3 separate regions of the Mus musculus genome follow, and regions 2 and 3 are each linked to region 1. A link is a contact called in public promoter capture Hi-C data. All regions are on one chromosome and are shown on one strand. The core of a region is the stretch at or near the end of the contact, and the rest is flanking DNA. Distances in the headings are between cores, read along the strand shown.

Evidence for each region. Promoter capture Hi-C pulls out the DNA fragments that hold promoters and counts their contacts.
Region 2: a contact with region 1 is called in a promoter capture Hi-C map of liver, with 4 times the contacts expected there. The contact joins the promoter of 9330162012Rik here to the promoter of H2bc9 in region 1. A contact is called at or near these places in 1 of 39 promoter capture datasets (liver) and 1 of 9 other capture datasets (adipose tissue).
Region 3: a promoter capture Hi-C map of pre-B cells shows a contact between it and region 1, with 4 times the contacts expected there. The contact joins the promoter of Gmnn here to the promoter of H2bc9 in region 1. A contact is called at or near these places in 3 of 39 promoter capture datasets (cranial neural crest, frontonasal cranial neural crest and pre-B cells).

What each region holds. Positions count from the first base shown.
Region 1 is chr13:23,541,877-23,545,114 of GRCm38.p6, reverse strand. It overlaps H2bc9 (H2B clustered histone 9), which reads left to right and starts at 1,671. Exons shown (of 1, transcript NM_178197.2): 1 at 1,671-2,192. The coding sequence starts at 1,763. The coding sequence ends at 2,143. H3c7 (H3 clustered histone 7) reads right to left here and starts at 1,063. Exons shown (of 1, transcript NM_013548.4): 1 at 161-1,063. The coding sequence starts at 630. The coding sequence ends at 220.
Region 2 is chr13:24,935,755-24,938,992 of GRCm38.p6, reverse strand. It overlaps 9330162012Rik (cDNA RIKEN 9330162012 gene), which reads right to left and starts at 1,592. Exons shown (of 2, transcript NR_102323.1): 1 at 1,390-1,592; 2 at 1-1,208. Aldh5a1 (aldhehyde dehydrogenase family 5, subfamily A1) reads left to right here and starts at 1,332. Exons shown (of 10, transcript NM_172532.3): 1 at 1,332-1,742. The coding sequence starts at 1,425. It also overlaps a transcript of Gpld1 not described here.
Region 3 is chr13:24,760,156-24,763,393 of GRCm38.p6, reverse strand. It overlaps Gmnn (geminin), which reads left to right and starts at 1,457. Exons shown (of 7, transcript NM_020567.2): 1 at 1,457-1,581; 2 at 3,177-3,234. The coding sequence starts at 3,184.

The DNA of each region.
Region 1 (3,238 bases), core at 422-2,921:
TGAAAGCATACAAGATGAAATGATATCCTGAAAGCCTTGTTTCCAAAAACAGGCAGCTCAGACTGCTTCGTCGGGTGGTGCTCATCATTGTCAAGAAAGGCTATAATAGGAAACCCTGGAACACTCTACAAACTTGTACTACAGCATCTTTGGTGGATAATGGAGGTGGCTCTTAAAAGAGCCGTTTTGGTTTACGTGCCAGTGTAGAAAGCGTGCCTATTAAGCCCGCTCGCCGCGGATACGGCGGGCCAGCTGGATGTCCTTGGGCATGATGGTGACACGCTTGGCGTGGATGGCGCACAGGTTGGTGTCCTCAAACAGACCCACAAGGTAGGCCTCGCTCGCCTCCTGCAGAGCCATGACGGCCGAGCTCTGGAAGCGCAGGTCGGTCTTGAAGTCCTGCGCGATCTCGCGCACCAGGCGCTGGAACGGCAGCTTGCGGATCAGCAGCTCGGTCGACTTCTGGTAGCGCCGGATCTCGCGCAGCGCCACGGTGCCGGGACGGTAGCGGTGAGGTTTCTTCACGCCGCCGGTGGCCGGGGCGCTCTTGCGGGCGGCCTTGGTGGCCAGCTGCTTGCGCGGGGCCTTGCCGCCAGTGGACTTGCGAGCGGTCTGCTTAGTACGAGCCATTTCTACAAAGAAATAGGAAATGCAGAGGTTAGGTTCTGGGTTCCTTTTATAGAAGGAACATGCTCCTGATTGGTTGAAATCTTCAAATGCCTATGATGTATGCGGAAGTACTTGGTAATTGGATAACAGGTCTCAACTTCAAATTTGTGACCAATAGAAATCTGGTTTATTACCTGGCTTACTCCTCTTTGTTAACTATTGCTTCCTCAGCCACATTGTTACCATTAAGTACCGTAATTGTTACATTTTCGTCAAAACATTTTAATAAGAGATACTATGTAGATTTTGGCGATACCACAGCGGCCCCAAGGATTACTTGTTGAACTTGGTTACCCGAACTGAGTTTTTTCTTTTTCCTTACTTTATATTTAAGGAGATGTAAGGGAGCAGTTTACTATCCGGACCAAAATAAAACCGAACAGGCACACCCAACTTTGTACATCTTTTAATGACTTTTACAAATGTCTTAGCATGAGTAACCCTAATTATCTTCAGAAAAACACTAGCATGTTTTCTAGTAACTATGTACAGGATTCATTGAAATTGCACAACTGTTGTAGCGTGGCAGTACCTCTAAGGGTTCTTGGGCCAAATGAAAAGCATGCCTACTTTAGCCGGACTGTACAATAATTATTTCTGGAAGCTCTAGGTGAATAGTATGTGATGTCTCCCATTCTTAATCTTTCTTCATAGACAATTTCAAAACAGGAAACCAACTTTACATGTAGCTAGAATTTATATATGAATTTTGTATCTAGGGAGAGATTTTTATTGATACTACTAACAAAATAACTTTTAAAAGAAAAATGGCTTTGACTTTAGTACAGTATCAAACCAACTTTTTCCTAAAAACTATTTCGTCTAGTTTTCATAGAGTCTATTGGCTAAACTTGGCCAATCAGAAGAAAGAAACGAGTCTTCATTTGAATAGAGCCCTGTAAAGTTCGGTCCGCTTCTCCGTGATACTTACGCAACTAACCACTGAGCGAATATGCTTCCTTTGATTGGACAGTTAGTGCTTGACGTTTGCAGACTCTCTGACAAGGACAGCCACCGCTTTATTTAAAGAGCAGGAAAGGAACGGAACAGTTCAATATCTCTTTTCTTGGCCTACCTTCATTCTCTGTTCACTATGCCTGAGCCCGCCAAGTCCGCTCCTGCCCCGAAGAAGGGCTCCAAGAAGGCCCTGACCAAGGCCCAGAAGAAGGACGGCAAGAAGCGCAAGCGCAGCCGCAAGGAGAGCTACTCGGTGTACGTGTACAAGGTGCTGAAGCAAGTGCACCCCGACACCGGCATCTCCTCCAAAGCCATGGGCATCATGAACTCGTTCGTGAACGACATCTTCGAGCGCATCGCGGGCGAGGCGTCCCGCCTGGCGCATTACAACAAGCGCTCGACCATCACGTCCCGGGAGATCCAGACGGCCGTGCGCCTGCTGCTGCCCGGGGAGCTGGCCAAGCACGCCGTGTCGGAGGGCACCAAGGCTGTCACCAAGTACACCAGCTCCAAGTGAGTGCTCAAGACTCAGCTCTTAACCCAAAGGCTCTTTTCAGAGCCACTCAAGACTTCAAAATTGGAGCTTTAATGCTGACTTAGTGACTACCGGGAAAATAACTGACTTCATCTGCAGGATTGTGTACAAACACTTATGGTTTAGTAAATCAAAAGATAGACATTGCCCATCAGTTCTGTCTGGTCCACTTAAATATGCTTTTTCTTAGAAGTTCTAAGAACCCTGTCATACCTATCTAGGTCCAGTCCTTGAGTTTCAAAAGGCCAAATACCCAAATGTTTCAGTTTTCCAGTTCAGGGAAGTAAATCTGCATGGTTTGCCACTGTACTGGCTAGTTTTGTCTCAACTTGACACAGCTGGAGTTACCACAGAGAAAGGAGCTTCAGTTGAGGAAATGCCTCCATGAGATCCAACTGTAAGGCATTTTCTCAATTAGTAATCAAGGAGGAAAGGCCCCTTGTGGGTGGGACCATCTCTGGGCTGGTAGTCTTAGTTCTATAAGAGAGCAGGCTGAGCAAGCCAGGAGAAGCAAGCCAGTAAGAACATCCCTCCGTGGCCTCTGCATCAGCTCCTGCTTTCTGACCTGCTTGAGTTCCAATCCTGACTTCCTTGGTGATGAACAGCAATGTGGAATTGTAAGCTGGATAAGCGGTTTCCTCCCCAACTTGCTTCTTGGTCATGATGTTTGTGCAGGAATAGAAACCCTGACTAAAACAGCCACTAACCTGTATTTCTGAATATTTTAAGTGGAATGTTTAAAACTGAAACTCCAAATAGCCTGGGTATGATTTTGTTTAGGGATTAGGTGGGTAAAACTCAAAAATAATCAGGAGATCAGGAGTTAAACCATATTTTAGAATCACTTTTTAAAAGCTATGTACGTGTAACTTGGATTCAAATTATTTGTGTGCGTATGTCTATACATATGGATGGAATACTTTAGAAATATATATCAGAAATTATATATATTAGGAATATGTATATATTAGAAAAACAAATTTTTAAATAGCAACTATGTGACTCTCCATCTTAGCTGGTGACTTTACCACGATGTAAGTAGCCATATGGCTGCCAACCACCTTTACTAAGATTTAA
Region 2 (3,238 bases), core at 343-2,842, 1.4 Mb before region 1:
TCTGAAGGAATGTCCAGAGAAGATAGAATGGTCTATGAGTAGAGCGCCCCCTACAGGCAGCAGGAATACAGGCCGGCCAGCTTGCGATAGCTGAGAAAGCCACCGGAGGCCCTCCTTATCTTGACCGCTTCTCGCTCCAGTTCCCTTAATAAAATACAGGACAAAGTAGTGAACACACACAGCACATATGTGTGCACACCTACCTGTACACACAATTAAATCCTGCTATTGAGACTTCTGCCAGATGTATCTGGCACATGACTGGGAGGCTCTGACTCAGCAGAAGACAAAGCCAACAATTAAAAGAACATCCAAGGCATTTTGCAAATACAATATTCTAACTGGGGCATGTAGTGCTCGCCTGTAATTCCAGAACTCTAGGAAGGAAGACTGCGAGATGTAGGTCATCCTAGGCTACATAATAACATGTTTTCTCAATAATAACAACAACATTTGACTCCACGTATTCTGAACACAAACCTGCTGTTTCTTTTATTCAAATTAAAACTTAGGGTTTCTTTCTTCTGCAGAGTTTGGGGCCCAGATGCAGCAGGAGGATGAAGATTTTGTTTAAGGTGATAGTGCTATGTTCAATCCTCACACCCCTGTTGATTTCTTTTTTAAAATAGGGTCTCAGCCTTGAACTTACCGAGAGCCTCCCAAGTGCTGGCCACAACACCGGGCTTATTATTACTTCTAGGATGATTGTTTCCAGTTACTAAACTTCAGCTCTGTTAGTTGCTTGATGTACAGCAGCTACGTCACGAAGCAAAGGGCAGTGGCTTGGGAGCACCACTGCTCAGGACCAACAGAGGACACACACAGAAAGCATGCAAGAGGAAGCCTCACTTCGACCCTAATTGAACGGTTGCCCCAAATCTCAGTACTCAGGAGCGCTGTGCTCCGAATTCATGAAGGGGATATGTAGAAAAGCATGCAAGGAACCGATCACTGAGCCACACTTCACCCCTCACTGAACAGTGATCCCCAGTTCCAATGCTCAGTAGCCCGAGCATATGAAACCGCGAGTTTGGCCTTTGGTGCCTTCTTTAGACGGAGTGCATATTGCCGGGGCTGGGGAACTGGGGAACAGAAAGTGCTCCCGTCACAATTAAGGCCTAAAGAAATGACAGGTGAGCATCCGACATTGAGAACGGTGAGTTATGTGCACGAATTCATCTTGCTGGGAGTCTTTCCATTCGCAGGCCCTGGAGAAGAACGTGCGGGGAACACAGTTCAAGCTCTGTCTCCTCGCAGCTCCAATCTCAACAGCTCAGAGAGAGGGCGCTCTCGGTGTCTCCGCCACCCCGCGCGTCCCCGCCACCCCGCGCGTCCCCGCCGCCGGGCTCCCGCTTTCCCGCGACCCCTGAGATCCTGCAGCTCGCTTGCCTGTCCCTTGCCGGTGTCGCCGCTACTGCCGGGCCATGGCGACCTGCTTTCTGCTGCGGAGCTTCTGGGCCGCGCGTCCTGCGCTGCCGCCTCCCGGCCGCTTCCGCCCGGAGCCCGCAGGAACCCCGCGGCGCAGCTACGCCAGCGGCCCCGGGGGCCTCCACGCCGACCTACTCCGCGGGGACAGCTTCGTGGGCGGCCGCTGGCTCCCAGCCCCCGCCACCTTCCCGGTGTACGACCCGGCCAGCGGCGCCAAGCTGGGCACCGTGGCCGACTGCGGGGTACCCGAGGCCCGCGCTGCTGTGCGCGCCGCCTACGATGCCTTCAACAGCTGGAAAGGGGTCTCGGTCAAGGTGAGAGCACCGCAGGTGCGGGATCCCGGCCTAGAAGGAAGCAGAGATCCACAGAGTGAAACAAAGTGAAACCGGTTCCTCGGGATACACAGTACGGAAAGCCAGAGCAAACAACAAAAAGAGATAAATTAGTTTGGAGCATGCGTACGGTTATCAGATCCCCTTCCTACATGTATCGACAGGTGTGCATAATAAAAGTGAGCTATGTCAGCCAGCCTATCTGAGAGAGAGAGAGAGAGAGAGAGAGTAGAAGGAAGATGAGAGAGAGCCCTGTATGTGAAAGCTGTATGTAGGGAATGTGTATCTGTATATGTAGGTTGCATGTTGGGGCTGTATGTGTAGGAGCTGTGTCAAGGACACTGAGAAAGGACATGTGAGCTTCGTTCAGAGGAGGGAAAAAGTCTAGGGGCATTCTCTGACTTTAGGTCTAAATGCGCTTACTAACAGAGATGGCTGGACAGTGGAGGGTAGATGGTGAGGACAGAAAATTATTTTAGAAAAATTCTTCCTCCTTTATTTTTGATAGTACCCCTGCAGCCAACCCCATGAAATCATAGTCTCTTTATCCTTCATTTCCTGCTGCTGTCTCCTGATGAGGGTACAAGCACTAGAGCCTTCACATTGGTCCACCCTTCGTGGGGGTGCCACGTATTTCTGGAGGTGCTTGGAATACAGAGTCCAGAAAAAAGGTTGGGGGAGGCTGGAGAACGGTTCGCCTTTTGAGATGTACTTGCTGCTCTTGCAGAGTTTCTGGGTTCAGTTCTCAGCGCTCCCGGGGCAACTCTCACCAGTTTGGGACTCCAGTTCCAGGGGATTGCTGAAGGCACACATACATGCATGCAAGCCAATGCTCATATGCATAAAATAAATGAATCTTAAGAAAATCCAGCCCCTTATAGAGCTTACGTGATGTTTTGGAGATCCAAACTGCAAGCTGTAAAGAGCAAGGAAGTGTGCTGGAACTGATGAATAATGTGGGGGCAAAAGACACATGCAGGCCCAGAGGTCAGAGGAGAGGCCAAGGTGGCCATTTGGGCAGCTTACAGTGACAGGAGTGTGTCTTCCTGCAGTTCCCGAGGCCAGAAGTCAGAGGCTGTGCTGGCTAAGTTCTATGTGAACTTGGAATAAGCTAAGGTCATCAGAGAGGAAGGAGCCTCCATAAGACTGGACTATAGGGAAGCCTACAAGACATTTTCTTAGTTAGTGATCAGTGGAGGAGGGCCCAGTCCGTTGTGAGTGGTGGCATCCCTTGTCTAGTGGTCCTGGGTTCTATAATAAAGCAGTCTGAGCAAGCCATTGGTAAACAGCACCCCTCATTGGCCTCTGCATCAGGTTCCTGCCTCCAGGTTTCTGTCCCTGTTTGAGTTCCTGTCCTGGCTTCCTTCCCTGATAAACAGTGTTGTCGAAGTGTAAGCCAAATAAACCCTTTCCTCACCAACTTGCTTTTTGACCATGATGTTGTGTTGCAGCAATAGAAACCCTAAAACAGAGATCAA
Region 3 (3,238 bases), core at 208-2,707, 1.2 Mb before region 1:
GCCAGCCTGTTCTACAGAGTGAGTTCTTGGACAGTCCAGGCTACACAGAGAAACCCTGTTTGAGAAGCAAGCAAGCAAACAAAATAATCCACAAAAATTTGAGTAGGAAGAATCTTAACTTTCCCACCAAGAACTTTCTTCCTCATCCAGACCTGAAGTCCAGGTCTCACTAGAGAGCATGAGAGAGCAAAGGAGAAGTCGCCAGTATTCTGAGGGCAGAACACATATGCAGTTCCTCTGGAACTTGCCAGGGGACTTGAGGCTGAGAGGTGATAGTGTGGTAACTGGCTGGACCATAGAATACAGGTTCTCTGTGGAAATGGATAGAATATTTTCCCATTGAGCAGGATTTAGTGCTGGCTAACATGCAACATTTTGTATGTGTACAAATGCTTGGCCTGCATGTATGGGACCTGCTGCCCCCCTTCCCCCCACTGCCATACCTTCCCGACTCTGAGGACTGTACGCTTAAATTGTGAGCCCCGACAAACCCTTCCTTAAGTTGCACTGGTCAGGTATTTGTTACAGCAACAAGTAAGGTGACAAATACATTGACTTTTCTCAGCCTCTAGGCCATCGCGGTTCCCTTGGCCCTAGTTCTGTTTCCTTCTAAATTGTTATTGACTGATAAAGCAGGTTCTGGTGTTAGCAACCCTACTGCATTCTGTCTATGTAACCTGGCTGGCTTTAAACTTATATTTATATAGCCAGCCAGGAAGTCCTTTATAGAGGTTTCCTGTATTGCAGCCCTCCCTCCTTTGTTTAGATTTACTGAGGTATAGTTTAGGTTTTTCAAAGTTGCCTGTGTGATGCATATTCATCTTGGTGTCCATGAAGGGCATCAGATCTCCTGGAACAAGGGCTATGGATGGTTGTAAGCCACCATGTGGGTGCTTGGAACCAAACCCAGGTTTGTCCCGTGCAAGAACAAATGCTCTCAACCAAGGAGCCATCTTGCCAGTTAATTGAGGTCTAGTTCAAATACAGTAAAAGTCATCTGTCTTAAGTATAGAGTTAAAATTCCTCAGCTTCAACTTTTTTTGTTAGCTTGAAGCGGGCCCTTGCTATTTCTAGTGACTGTCACAGTGTGACTTTTGAGTCATCACGTTTCGTCTGTTTATTTGCTTCCTTTAGTGTGTGCGCATCTAGGTATGCATGCTTGCATGTATGTATATTAAAAACTAAACACACAAAATACCTTGGAAAAAATATATGTATATTCTCGTGTTTGCCGCTAGTGAGAGTCTCTTTTGTCCTCGCCGGCAGACACTTGGAGCCGGAAGCGGAGGGTCAGACGGCAAGGTCAGAGGGCACACACTCCTAAGGCAAGAGGAACCTCGGTGACCTCTTCCAGAGACTGCACGCACCTTGGCTGGGTGCGCAGGCGCACGGAAGCCACGGGCGCGGTGGGCGGCGGCGAGAGGCGATTGGCTGAATGCCGAGGCTCCGCCTTTCGGCGCGTCAGCTACCGGGTCGGCGGGTTAGTCTGCAGGTTCGGGTCGTTCTGGCGTCGTTGAATCCGGTGTGGTGCCAGGGCCTTGTGCGGCTCTCACGCTCGCCGGGAACTGAGCATTGCTGTCTGTGAGTCCGAGGGCGCGGGAGACCGAGGGCGGGGCGAGTGCAACTCCGGCCGCGGGATCGCCGGGCTGGCCCGAATGCCCGGCCTGCTTCTCAGCCACGGGGAGCCGGCCTGGGAGGCGACGATTTGAAGGGACCCGAGTCTGGGGACTTGAAAGGGACCCGAGTCTCGGCCCGACTGCAAGGCAAAGCTGGGCGAGCTGAGACGAGGGGCTGCGCCATTGGTGAGGTCGGTTTTGGCGCGCTCTGGTGTTCGCTCTTCCTATTGGCTGGCGCGCGCCGCGTTGGGCGGGGCCGGCGCGCCCGGGGAAGTTTGCTGCCTCGGAGTCCGGGCTGATTGCACGGCTAGGGGTTGAACTGGGTGTAGATCCCTCCCGCCTGCTCACCAACTGCAGCAAACGCTACTCCTGGGACAAGGGCATTGAGTCCTGCGTCTGCTCTCCCAGTGGTGCCGCTGTAGGTGATAGTAGGTTCTCCGACACTGTCTCTGTGCTCACGACTCACTAATGATAGCGGGATCTTGGCCCACTGCCTTCGTTATCCAAGTCTGGGCCTGGTGTCAGTGCTCAGTCTCCTGCACCCAGGAGGTTGAGGCAGGAGGTACAGGAGTTCAAGGTCAGCTTTGCCCACTTAGCCATTTAAAAAGAAAAGAGAAATACATCAAAGCCCCTGCGAATAGGTTTCCGATCGGGTTTTTTGTTTGTTTGTTTGTTTGTTTGTTTGTTTTTCCGAGACAGAGGGTTTCTCTGTGTAGCCCTGGCCTGGAACTCACTCTGTAAACCAGGCTGGCCTTGAACTCATGAATCCGCCTGCCTCTGCCTCCCAAGTGCTAGGATTAAAGGCGTGTGCCACCGCTGCCCAATTTTTGTTTTGTTTTGTTTTGTTTTGTTTTTGGCGATCGGGTTTTATTAACTTGAAATAGAATAGGAAATAACAGAACACCACTCTGGCTGGGCTATAAGTTGTTTATATTTGCATACATGGGTGAGTGCCAGGGCACAATGTAAATTTTTAATTACATGTAAGTAAGAGGTGGGGGGTACAGTTTACCGTTCCCCCTAGCCTCCTTTTAAATTCAGCTTGGTCTTGTGTTTGCTACGTAGCTGACTATAACCTTGAATTCTGGTTCTCTGCCCAGCTGCTGGTATTATGGACTTGTGTCTGGTTATGCAGTACCAGGAACTGAGCTGAGCCTTTGTGCATGCTTGTTATGCACAGTACTCACTGAGCTCGACATCTTGGTTGGAGCCAAAAGATCTTGGGTTTTGTTTTTGTTTTTGAGACAGGCTCTTGGCTGCGTAGCCTAGGCTCCCATAGGCTCCTATCTCCACCGTGTTCCAGGATTGCAGTCATGTGCATGATGCTGTTCTTTAGGGTGAATGGGCCCAAGTGTCTGTTTGGCTTTTCCCAGTGCCCTTTTCTCAGGTCTTTTTGAGATCTCTGTAGTTTGTACAGGACACTGTGCCATTGTTACAGATAGTGGTTCTACCATAAAGTAGTAAGATTTTTGTGGTATAAATAATTTTCTAAAAAAAAAATCTAGATTCCACATTCAGATATAAATACTGAAATCACCTTTTCTTCTTGTGCTTTGCCAGCTGAAAAATGAATCTCAGTATGAAGCAGAAGCAGGAGGGAGCCCAAGAGAATGTGAAGGTAT